2 separate regions of the Mus musculus genome follow, and region 1 is linked to region 2. A link is a contact called in public HiChIP or PLAC-seq data. All regions are on one chromosome and are shown on one strand. The core of a region is the stretch at or near the end of the contact, and the rest is flanking DNA. Distances in the headings are between cores, read along the strand shown. Region 1 overlaps Gm40681 (a long non-coding RNA gene). Region 2 has its middle 21 kb from the start of Gm46230.

Region 1 (6,279 bases), core at 447-2,946, 420 kb after region 2:
TTTTCTTCCTGTGTTCTAGGCTGACAGAGTCTATGATGTGGATATCATAAGAGGAAGTTGGGGGCCATCTCCTGCCTTGAGACACTGTTCACTTGGCAATGTCATTCATTGTGCCTTCAAACAACTGCCTTACCCAAGGGTCAATGACGTGTACAGGTATGTAAATCCCTAAGACAAGGGTGTCATGAAACCAGCTACTCTGGCTTTGAACCCTATATTTTACATGCAATGTGCTCTGTCAATAGAATAATCTGCTATGCTATACGGAGTGTTGGGAAGACTTGGCATAGAAGACTTGTTCATCTACGGAAATGAGAATGTTCTCAGAGATTTATTCTTCACTTAGGAGTCAATGAAATATGACAGCTGATACACTATAGGCTCTGCTCAAGGCTCAGTCTCTCTGTGCAAAACAATTGGATATCGGTGGATAGAGCTGGTTAGTTGAGCCATCTGGTATTTTACTTGAAGAGCATCCAGATCTTGTTGGCCAAAGTCCATGTGAGTCTCATAACTGAGCTGATTGGGCCAAGCCAATTGCTCAGTTTCAGTGTAAGCAGAGTATACATGCTCTCTGTCTTTTTTTATTTCTCTTCTAAAATCATATACCGTGAGTATAGCATAGAGTTTGTGTAGAGTTACATGTGTGTGAGCATGTGGGTATGTGCACACACCTGGGTATGCATACAAATGTGTATGTGTGTGTGTGTGTGTGTGTGTGTGTGTGTGTGCTCGGCTATGGAGACCAGAGAAACATGTCTGGTGTCATTCCCCAGAGGACACTCTTACTTTTGTTGTTGTTCCTTTTTTTTAAGCCAGGGATCTCTGACTGGCCCCCTGCTTACCACTTAGGTTAGACTGTCTGGCAAGTGAGATACAGGGACCTGCCTGCCTCTTGCATCCCCTGGGCTAGCATTACAAGCACCCCTATACTTGCCGCCTTCTTCTTCTTCTTCTTCTTCTTCTTCTTCTTCTTCTTCTTCTTCTTCTTCTTCTTCTTCTTCTTCTTCTTCTTCTTCTTCTTCTTCTTCTTCTTCTTCTTCTCCTCTTCTCCTTCTCCTTCTCTTTCTCCTCCTCCCCCTCCTCTTTCTTCCTCTTCCTTTTCCTCTTCCTCTCCTCCTCCTCCTCCTTCTAATTAATGTGGGGTTTGAGGATCAAACTCAGGTCCCTGTACTTTCAATGTAAACACTTTGCTAACTAGGTCTTCTCCCTACCCCTCCCATATACTTTAATGTAATGAATTTCCAAAGAGAAAGAATGCATATTTCAAATGAAGAAGGTTTCTTCAGTGAGTAGGGGGTGTTCTTAGGAAAGCAGTTGGATCTGATAAATTTGCCACATAGATGCAGAATAAATAAAGTCACCTTACATTTCTAGACTTTATAAATATGTTTTCAAACCATTTGAAATGTAGTCATTCTCTCTGTAAACTACCCGCCCCCCAGTCAGTCAGGGCTGATACCTACGTCATGCACACCCTACTGGGGCAGACTCTCCCATAATGAACACTAATAGAGACACTCTTTGCCTTTGTTGAGCAAAGCAGTCATTTGGTTTATTAAAGCTTTCCTTTATTTTTTTTCTTTTATATTTTGAAGGGTGGTGCAGACCAGATTTCAAAACATGGCTCAAGGAGGCAAGAAACCATTCCCTCAAGTGTTTATGAAGTGAATCACAAATTCATTCAGCATGACTTCTTACCCAGAGAAATGAAGGCAGGATGGCAACAAGCTGAGTCTCCAAGCCTTCAACCTTAGGATCTCCTTGGGAAAGGGTCACAAGGGCAATTATTTTCAGCTGTCCCTGCCTTGCTTCCGCTGGCCATGGAAATCTCCAGGCAGGAGGAAGGCAGCCTCTGCCTAGACCGTAGACTGGCCTAGACAGGGCTTGGAAAGTCGGGATACAGTTTTCCTGAAGCTTCTTAATTTCCCCCATCCCTCCCTGATTGAAAACACCACTTATCCCATTACAGCATGTGGAAAGAGAGGGGAGAGAAGCAGGCGGATCTGAACTCGGGATAAAAATGACTTTATGGGGTTATTATTCTCATCCATAACAGATGACCATTTTCATGTCATTTAGCTGATTCCCCTACAGGCTCACTTGGAGAAATACAAAGTGCAGTCATCATGCTATTTATCTTGAGCCCCCCCCCCCCCCCGACGAGACCCGTGTACCTCCATGTAATGACTGGAGAGCTGTCGCTTGAGTCTTTTCTTGGAAATGTCTGGCCATTTGCTAGAGACCAGTTACCCATTATTTCATCGGCTGCATGTGAAGAATTCCCCTCTCTCACTTACACTGTGGTGAGTTCTAAAGCTTCAGACTTCCTCCAGTGTCTGGGCACTGTCTGGAGACATGGGTTCTAAGGAAATCTGTGGATTCATGCTATTCCTCTTTTTTCAGGTGACAGCTGCTTCTTGCCCGGCAAAGCTTCAGCACGAGCTCCTAAGTACCCCCAGCCATCTTGGATTGGGAGCACTTGGTGAAATTTGAAGATGACCTGTCATTCAAAGGGCACATAAGCACAACAGGTTTTGAATGAAAGAAGATGCTAGAGTAGCAAAAGCTTTGAGCAGGCTGCAGCACCCTAGTCGCTGACATCAGCAATCTGCTTATTATTATATTACTATGCAGCTGGATCTCCATCTGTGGCACTGCTGGCTAAGTATCATTTCCACTTTATGTAAAGAACATGGATTCGGTGCTGTGTCTCCTGAGCTAATGAGTCAGATTTCGAATGAGTCTCTTAGCCGTGTCTATATAGGAACGAGGTGAGTCCAGGCTACGGACCAACTTCCAGGGACTTGGATAAAAGAAAAAAAAATAACTTGACTCACTCTCAGTGTAATCTGGTCAGAAAAGAACCAGAGAGTAAGTCAGAGAATGGGGAACAGTGTATGTTCTCATGGGTTCGCACAATGCACACCCTCTAGTGATTTTCAGAACTGGATTCCTGAGGAACTTCTGACATGAGGCTAGAAAGGGGAAGAAGCATGGGGCCTGTAAGCCCTGGGATGTCCTCAGTGGAGTATCGCAAACTAAACCAAAGAAATCCAAGGCTGCTTCATCAAAATAGGTTGAGGCTGTCTAAGGAAAATCATTAGCTCCTAACAAGTCACATAAGTATACGTGGACAGAAAGTATCTAATACAAATATAGCTGTAGCACAGAGTGTTTACATAATAGGCCATCATCAACTTCCTCTTGATTTTATAAATGAGGGAGGAATCATGACAAATGGATACTTTATTTCTGTTGATAACAGCAGGTCATACATTACCATAGGGTACCTTTTGTTTTTCTGTTTTAGTAGGCAGGTACAAATAAACGAGGAACATGGGTAATTCCCAAGGACAGTATCTAAATGCCACCATACCTGGAGAACAAGAAAGGCCAATCAGAATCAACAAAACAGTCTCTAGGTCCTTAGGTCCCCTGTCACAGAAGAAAATATCAAGAGAAAGGAGCCCATCGCAGCATGTTCTATAGGGACACATCAGCCCTGAGTTCCAGAAAGGAGAAATGACCACATTCCAGGCTTCTCTATGGGGATGTATCTTCTCAGTGTGTCCTAAAATCCCACGTCACAGCCCATGTTCAAAGTGGTACCATTCGTCTATCAACATGTTAATGTGTGATCCGCTACATGGGTAGTTTTACTTTATTCTCTTTCTCTTCTTTCTCACATGGTTCCTGAACTACCAGCAAGCTTTATTTTAATTAAAATGCCAGTAAGGTTTATAGTGATTTCTGTAATGCTAATAGGCAGAATCTATATATCATAATGTCAGGACAATGCATTGGCTCCTACCAGCCATGTTCAATTAAAGGATAAATCATTTTCAGAAGAACATTAAGTACGGGAAATTTAAATATAAATAAGACAGAAAATTAAAACTCCCTTGAAGTAGCAGATGAAAATTTGTTACGAGAGGGAGATTAGCTGAGTAAACAGAGAACGAGTATTACTTTAGATATTCCGACAGATCTAATATCAAACTTTTATAAGACTGATCCTTGCTTCAATATGATTGTGTGTACATGTACGTAGGTGTATTATGTATGCCTGTAGATGTGTGTACAATGTATGTGCTTCACCTTAGTTGCAGGATATAGAACAATTAGGTTGGAATTGAACTAGAAACTGTTACCTCACTGGCTGGTTTTCACAGGGCCACAGGAAGGTGTTCAGCAGGTTTCTTAGAGGAGAAGGGACGTCAGCTCAACACTCCTACCCAGCTATGGCTCCTAAGAATAAGGATCCTAACCTGCAAGGCAAGATATGACCTCTTGTATAATAGTAATACAATTGCTATGGCGACAACCAACTGTTCTCTGCTTGGGTTTAAGGCTTGTTCTACAAGAGGAAGAAGGTCCTGCCTGGTAGTGTAGACTCAGTCAAAAATACTTGACTGAAGAAGTCTTAGGCCCTAGCAACAAGCTTACTAGTCTTTTTAAACTACACTGATACAACATCAAAATGTCTCCCATGTTTGTATCCATAAGCACATGCTCTGCTGAGCCTTTATTAGAGACGTGTCTATGTGTGGAGGAGGCAAAGATTCATGGCTGCTCAAGGGACTGAGAGTAAGTGATAGCTGAATATTCAACCCTAAACAGGAGATGTATACCTTTCTCTCTAAGGCTCAGAGAGAAATTCAGAAAGAGTGTACCGGAAGATAAGGAGAGGAGCTACAAAATCCCATAGTCCAGGAACAGTATGGCCATTGCAATCAGGAACTCTCAGCAGCTGCAGCTTCCTGGCTAGGCTTACATTAACCTGGGCCTGTCACTGTCAGTCATGGAGGGATATGAGGGACTAGTAGGTTCCTATCCTATACTGATGATAGATTTTAGGAGAGAGATGGTTATTGGAATGGTCCTAGCTTTCTTCTCCTTCCTTGTGCTCTTATGAGTTAATCTTTTGCTATCATTTAATTGAGCCTTTGAGAGTCATCAGAAATGATCCTTCCTTTGAGATAGAAAGAGAAAAAGAGAGGGAGAGGGGAGGGGGAAGGGGAGAGGGAGAGGGAGAGGGGGAGGGAAGAGAGGGAGAGGGAGAGGGAGAGGGAGAGGGAGAGAGAGAGCATGCCATAAGAGATCATTAGACCCTCTGAAGCTGGAGTTACAGCAGTTCTGAGCTATGTGATATGGGCACTGGGAATTGAACACCAGTCTTCTAGAAGAACATAAAGTACTCTCAACAATTGAGCCTTGTTTCCAGTCCTTATGCTGTTTTAATTTTTAAATAGTACTGTCAATAGTACTGTCTCCTTAAGGTCTGCATTCATAACTTAAATTCCTATAAAAGAAACTCCCAATGTACATTTAAAGTAACTCCTGATAAATGGATGACTACAGTTCATTACAAGTTCCATAGGATAATTTTAAATCTGAACAAAAGGCAGAGAATTGCTTAGCCATGTTGTAAAAAGCATATTTCCTTCTCCAATACTAATGTAAGCTGGAAAGAGAAAAAAATTGTCTCTCGAATTTTGGACACAGTAGGGGAATTGCCATCATCGGGTGTTCGTCTATTGATTTTGAAATCTTGGAAAACCTCAGAATCCACTGGAAGGCTTGTTAAAACAGATGGCAGGAATGCTAGACTCCTGCTCTGATAATAGGTCTTGAGGAAAATGCGTGAGAATTTTCCAGTCTACCAAGTTCCTAGGTGAAAGACGGGGGCTCCTGGAGGACATCCTGGAGCCACGGATGTGCACGGACTGCAACCAGAAGATCTGGAATGTTCTTGGATGGGACGTTCGAGTGGTTAACTGAAAACTGTTGAGAGCTCTGTTCATCCCAGACAGTCTCGAAGTCTCCTCACAGCACTACAGCACAGGCCACCCAGGCCCTTCTTGCTCCTCACCTTGCTTACAACCTCAAAGTCCCCATTGCCTCCTCCTCCTCCTTTTCTCACCCAGTTCTCTCATTCTGTCTCTGTCTCAGTCTCTCTTCTCCTTGTGCATGCGAGCATCAGTGCATACATCAGTGTGTGTGTGCTTGCATGGGTGTGTGCATGCATGCTTGAGTGCAAGTATGTATGCGTGCATGAGTGCGTGCATGTAACTCATTGATTATATTATTCTGGACAACCAATGATCCCGATCTATCTGTCTTCACCTCTCCCAAACTGAGTTTACACGCAAGCATGACTACATTCTGGTTTTTTAATTTAATTGAGTGTTCTAAGAACTGAACTAAGGCCCTCGTGCTTGCAAGGTAAGCACTTTGCCAACTGAGACATCTCCCCAACCCCTACCCAAGCCTTGT
Region 2 (5,851 bases), core at 3,352-5,851:
CTCTTCGAGTGATTAACTAAAACTAAGAGTCAGTCCTACAAAAACTCATTAATACATATTACTTCTATAATCATCTATGTATCATCAGATATTTTTAACCTTGGTTAAGCTTGATTTTTTAATTTACCAAAAGACAATAAATATTAATAACCATGAAAGATATACATTATCCTATTGAAACACAAGGTGACAGAGTGATTCATGGTTTGTGCTAATTTTTTTTTTCAAATAATGATGCGTGTTAAAACGTTAGCTATGTTATTTAATCAGTTAGTCGTGGGGGAAACCGTGTACAGTTAACATAAGGTGGAGTAATATACTAATTTAAACAGCACATCGTATTTGTATCATCTTCAACTTCCATGCCACAGACAACCAGCGTGACAATGTATAATTGATGTTCAACACAGGCTTTCACGTTTAAGTATCCCCCTTTGTGCTATTAAAACAGGGAATTGGTCATCTTGTTCTTTCAACTATTGCTGTTTTAATCAGCTAACTCAGGAGGGACCAATCGGGCGTTCAGCCACCTATTGGTTTCTGGTTGTCAGAAGAGTTGAAGAGGGTGTGCATTTGGGGAAGCAATTGAGCAGAATAATACATTCAACTCGAGACAGTTTAATTGTGGTTTGATGGAGGAACATTGATTATCTAAGCACAATTATCGCTCGTCTCTTAGGCTGTATAGAGATGTTCATCATTCGTGAATCTGGACGTCGCTTTGCCTTGAATTGATCTTGACTCGTGACAGGTGCATGTTCTGGGGGCCTGGGGTACAGGATTCAGTCACATGTTCCTGGTCCCTATACACTGAAAGCCACCAACGGGCAGAAGTACAGACAAGTGTTAGCAGGAGTGAGCTCTCCGGAAAGGAGCCTGAAAAGTGGTGTGGGGCGCAGAAAAGGCTTTCTAAGTGGCTAGGAAGAACCCTCCGGAGCCGATTTCTCAAATAAAGAGCCTTGGGTGTGAAGATGGCTCCAGGTCAGACACCCACTGTGGAGGTACTTAGAGTGAAGTGCAAGCTCCAAGGCTTGATAGAGAATGTTCTAGGAGTATGCACTGAAAAGGGGTGATACAAAGCTTTTTTTTTTCTTTCCTCCTGGGTGCTGCCTGCTGAGAGGACTTCATTTGAAGCTCAGGACCAAAGTAGCTGCATTCAGTCTGCTTGGGTTTTGTGTTTGGTGCTGAGACAGTCTCCCTAGGTAGGCTTGCCTAGTCCAGGACTCACTCTGTAACCGAGGCTGGTCTTGAACTTGAAATCTTGCTGTCTCCACTTCTGAATGGCTGGTATTATAAGCATGTATTCAAACTACTTAGAAGGGTTTGGTAACAGAGGACCCTTATTAGGGTGGGTGGGTGGTGGTGGGTAGGGATGACATAAATGTACATTCTATGACCACTGTAGAGACATTGCCCCGTAGATGCGTCATTCATAAAGCGATCCCCAGAATTAACTTAACAATTTCAAATGTTCAAGCAGAGAAAACATAGGCAGAGGTAGGGAGCCGAGCCTGCGAGTGCACTTCATAGCTAAGTCCTCTGTTAGTGGGGAAATGCTTCCCACAAGGGGTTAATGATGACATTGAAAGCTGGGAGTGATAGATGCTATAAGCCTGGCACTTAGGAATCTGAGGCAGGAGCATTGCCACGGTTTATAAAGCAGCTAGTGTTAGGTACCAAGACCCTGTCTTAAAAATAAACTCAAACACAAGGTTCACCTTGCCTTTCTTTGGAAAGTATTATTTAAATGGAAATTTGAACTGAAAGGTGTGTGTGTGTGTGTGTGTGTGTGTGTGTGTGTGTGTGTGTGTAATCAGCTCCACTATCAGGATTTGAAGTAACATACCCAGAAACTATTTAATTAATGTTTCCTTCATATTAAAAAAAATGGCCCTAGGGAAACCAACAAGTTGGCTCTCAGGGTATTGGGAAGGGGATCTTCTTGGTGAGATTGTTTTAGAAGCAGGGGGTACCCGATCTAGGAAGGAAGGAAAGTGGTATCCATCTGCAGAAGGGGAGACTAGCCAGACCTGGCCTCTGCTGCTGAGGGCTTGACTCTGTCCTCAGGGTGGGAAGTGGATCCCAGTTGGAAATCGGTGCTGTTCGTTGGTGGCTGGGTCCAGCTTGTGGAGTGGTCCAGCCTGTGGAGAGGTCCAGCCTGTGGAGAGGTCCAGCCTGTGGACAAGGTCCAGCCTACGGAGGGGTCTAGCCTGTGGAGGGGTCCAGCCTATGGAGAGGTCCAGCCTGTGAAGGGGTCCAGCCTGTGGATAGGTCCAGCCTTGTGGAGGGGTCCAGCATCATTTCAGTGGCTTGTTGAAGCACTCACGATTCCCGTTGATTTATCATTCTGTCATTGTGTTATGTAAATAGGAGGCAGGCATCTTTTTGTATGTGTCTTGGGGTTTAATTGGGTTTGGGGCTGGGGGGAGGCGGTGGGAGGTTCCAGGGCTAATAGTGTTAGCTTCTTCCTCAGTTGCAAACACTTCTCATGATGGATGAAACAGGAGCCGTAATGGCAGCAGCCAAACTGTTAATGGGATTCCGTATGGGGAGGAGGAGTGTGATTATTCCAGCAATCTTTATGACAGTAACAGAGAAGGATCTGTAAACTAAGGGAAAGTCACTTATAAATGTGACCATGCATCAAAAACTGTAACGAGGTATGCTAATTTGCCGGCTTCTCAGCTACTCAAATTTTATTATTTTATGGAGGAGTAAACTCTCTCTCTGTGTCTCTCTCTGTGCTTCTTCTTTCCCTCTCCCTTCCTCCCTCTCTCTGTCTGTCTCTCTCTCTCTATCTCTTTCTGTCTCTGTCTCTCTGTCTGTCTGTCTCTCTCTCATACACACATATAAACACTGTGAACCTTGCAATCCTGTTGTTGTCCCTCTGCCTTTCAACGGTCTCTGGGAAGCACTGAGTCCGCAGCCTGAAAGTTGCCTAAGTCATCTTTCTTTTAACTTTCCCGATGCAGAAGTTTGAAGTGCTACGGAAGCGATAGATAAGAACTCAAGTCTGAGAGCAGTCATCACACCCACTGCCTAGCTACAGTAGGCGCTCAATAACTGTTAATGAGTGTACCCTCCCATCATTTGGTCTAAGTCAGGGGTTCCTGTCTTGCTCTTGCTCCAATAGGTACGACATTCCCTAAAACAAATGCCTGAATCCGAGGGTGGGAGGAAGGTTAATTTTCTTTTAAGAATGAATTGGAGAGTTGTTTAAAAAAGAACGGCCACAACTTCGAGAGAAAAACGGTGTGTACACAAGTGTGGCGTCTATTATCATCACTAGGAAGTTGCTCACAGGTTTATTGCATGCTTGACTTTGCATGCTAGAAAGTCCCCCCATCCACCCCCATCTCTGATGCTCAGGGAAGAATGCTGCAGTATCGCTTCGCTGGGGTGCCTACCTCACCTTTGGCAAGCGTACCCCTCTTTATGCTGATGCTTAACAAAAAGGCGTTCAGGAATGGGCTGGACATCTCAGTTAGTGCTGAGATGACAAAACTTCGGCAGAACAACAGTCCCCAGTTAGGGATGCCAAACAGGAAGGGCACATCTGTGCAAAACAAGCCTTAAGCTGGAAGGATGAATAATGGCGCTGTGTGGGTGGAGCTTTCTCTATGGCAAACTCTGGCCAGGCCTCTCCGTGAGCGGCTGTCTGATAACAATGGAGGAGGCTTTGTGTTCCCTCCGCCTCCCACACACCTTTGTAAGGAAGCTCGGCAGGGGAAGGGAGGTCGGTGGTAAAGATTCCTCTGTCATTAGAGCTCAGGTATCGATTTAGGAGCAGGAGCCTTAGGAATAGGAGTTCTCGGCAGGGATGGGAGAGGGGGGTTTGCTTTGACTTTCAAATACTCGATAGAAACTATTAGGCGATAGATACTTAAAGACTGCCTTGTTTTGGGTTTAATTAAAGTTTTGTTTTGTTTTGTTTTGTTTTTAACGTGAAATGAGTTCATTTTCATTGTACAAACCTGTGAATTTTAACACTTTTAGAAATATGAAGGTTTGTTTTTGGTTCTAATGGAGTGTGTGTGTGTGTGTGTGTGTGTGTGTGTGTGTGTGTGTGTTTGTGTGTAGAGGCCAGAGCTCAACTTTGTTGAGCTATCTACCTTGTTTATGTTCTTTTTGATTGTGGGGTGTGTGTGTGTATATGTGTGTGTATGTATGAATGTGTGTATATGAATGTGTGCATATGTGCGTATGCATGTGTGTATGTGTGTATATATATGTATGTATGTGTGCATATGTATATGTGTATATGTGTGTATATGTGTATGTGTATATGTGTGTATGTATGTATGTGTGTGTATACGTATGTATGCATGTGTGTATATGTGTGTATGTCTGTGTATGTATATATGTGTGTGTGTATGTATGTACATGTGTGTGTATAAGTGTGTTACATATATGTGTGGAGGTCAGAGAGCACCTTTGGGGAATCAGTTGTCTTTCTACCTTGTTATGGCAGCCTTCTCATTCTTCCTACACTGCATCTCCATGCTTGCTTCATGGGTTCTGGGGGGTCTAACTCAGCTCATCAGCCTTTTATGGCAAGCACCTCCATCTGCTGAGTCATCTCCTCTGATCTGCCTTGATTTCGGTCCAGATTTGGTTTGACTGGCTGGCCTCCGAGCCTCAGGAATCCTGTCTCTACTTCCCCAGTACTGGCCTTGTGCCTGTGCACCACCCATCCTTTTCACATGGGGGTTGAGGCTTGAACTTGGGTCCCTGTGCTTATGAGGCAATCTCTCTACAGGCTGGGCCATCTCTCAGTACCAGGAGCATGGCACAGCCTGATCTCTTGGCCCACACTCGGCCTGTTGGCTGTCATCAGACAAGGCGAGATCACTCTAGTGAAGAATACACACATTGTTTTCTGTGTGCTTCTCAGCTTCCATGGACTTAGCCTGTCACTCACAGCTTCCGTGTGTCTCACTAACCTCGAGAAAACAAAGGCTCTCACTTCCTCTTCCCTCCCTCCCTTCTTTTATTTCCCCTTCACTTCTTCCTTCCTTCTGTTTTGAAAACAAACTATTTTACGTATTCATGTGTGTGTATTTGTCTGCATGTGTGTCTGTGTCTGTGGTCCACGCACACACAGTATACCTGTGGGCATCAGAGGATAACTTCTGCAAGTCCACCAAGGGTCCCTGGGATTGAACTCGGGTTGTCAGGTTTGGCAGCAATCGCCTTTACCCACTGAGTACTGTCACCAGCCCATTCACTCTTGTTTCCAACAGTGTTTTAAAGACAGGATCTAACAAACGGAGTGAAAATCTGAATGAGTCAACTCCACTGCCTCTCATCTCCATGACTTCTGGCAAGTCACTTTTTTCATCTTGGGGAGGGGACGGAAAGGGGGAGAGTGGAGGATGAAGGGGAGGGGAGAAGAGGAACAGAGTAATTGATTGCAAAAGTCAGGTGTGGTGGTCCAGTCTTATTAGCTAATATGCAGGAGGCTGAAGAGGGAGGATATTAGGTTTGAAGCCATCCTGGGGTCCATGGGAGGATCTTGAATTTGAGGCCATCCTGGACTACATGGGAGGATATCGAGTTTGAGGCTAGCCTGGGCTACATGCAAGGATCTTGGTTTTGAGCCATCCTGGGCTATGGGGGGGGGAGCTTGAGTTTTAGGCTATCCTGGGCTACATGGGAGGATCATGGGTTTGAAGTTATTCTGGGCTACCTGCAAGGATCTCAGATTTGAGGCCAGCCTGGGCTACATGAATGAGACCCTATCTCAGAACAAATGAACAACAGAGCTGCAGAGTAAGGAACAACCTGTCAGGTGAAAATTGTTCAATTTAATTGAAAGGCTTAATTTCCCTCCACTTAATTAGCATACAAC

What was found. HiChIP or PLAC-seq counts read pairs in DNA pulled down with a chosen protein or histone mark.
Region 1: a CTCF HiChIP or PLAC-seq map of the NIH/3T3 cell line shows a contact between it and region 2, with 5 read pairs. The contact joins two enhancer-like sites. A contact is called at or near these places in 1 of 15 datasets of contacts at CTCF or cohesin (the NIH/3T3 cell line), 5 of 484 Hi-C or Micro-C datasets (the AML12 cell line, bone marrow-derived macrophages, differentiating spermatogonia and 2 more), 7 of 115 datasets of contacts at active chromatin or transcription factors (the NIH/3T3 cell line, craniofacial prominence, embryonic basal ganglia and 4 more) and 1 of 9 other capture datasets (embryonic tail).

What each region holds. Positions count from the first base shown.
Region 1 is chr10:67,745,860-67,752,138 of GRCm38.p6, forward strand. It overlaps Gm40681 (a long non-coding RNA gene), which reads right to left. Exons shown (of 3, transcript XR_871797.3): 2 at 4,155-4,271; 3 at 3,293-3,379. Among named protein-coding and RNA genes, the nearest start is that of Gm40681, 29 kb to the right of the region's middle. Within about 2 kb of position 1,697, at least 29 of the 459 cell types and tissues checked have an H3K27ac peak or open chromatin away from gene starts, as enhancers often do. A contact at or near this core is called in the NIH/3T3 cell line, where this site is marked.
Region 2 is chr10:67,326,185-67,332,035 of GRCm38.p6, forward strand. No RefSeq gene overlaps it. Among named protein-coding and RNA genes, the nearest start is that of Gm46230, 21 kb to the right of the region's middle. Within about 2 kb of position 4,602, at least 11 of the 459 cell types and tissues checked have an H3K27ac peak or open chromatin away from gene starts, as enhancers often do. A contact at or near this core is called in the NIH/3T3 cell line, where this site is marked.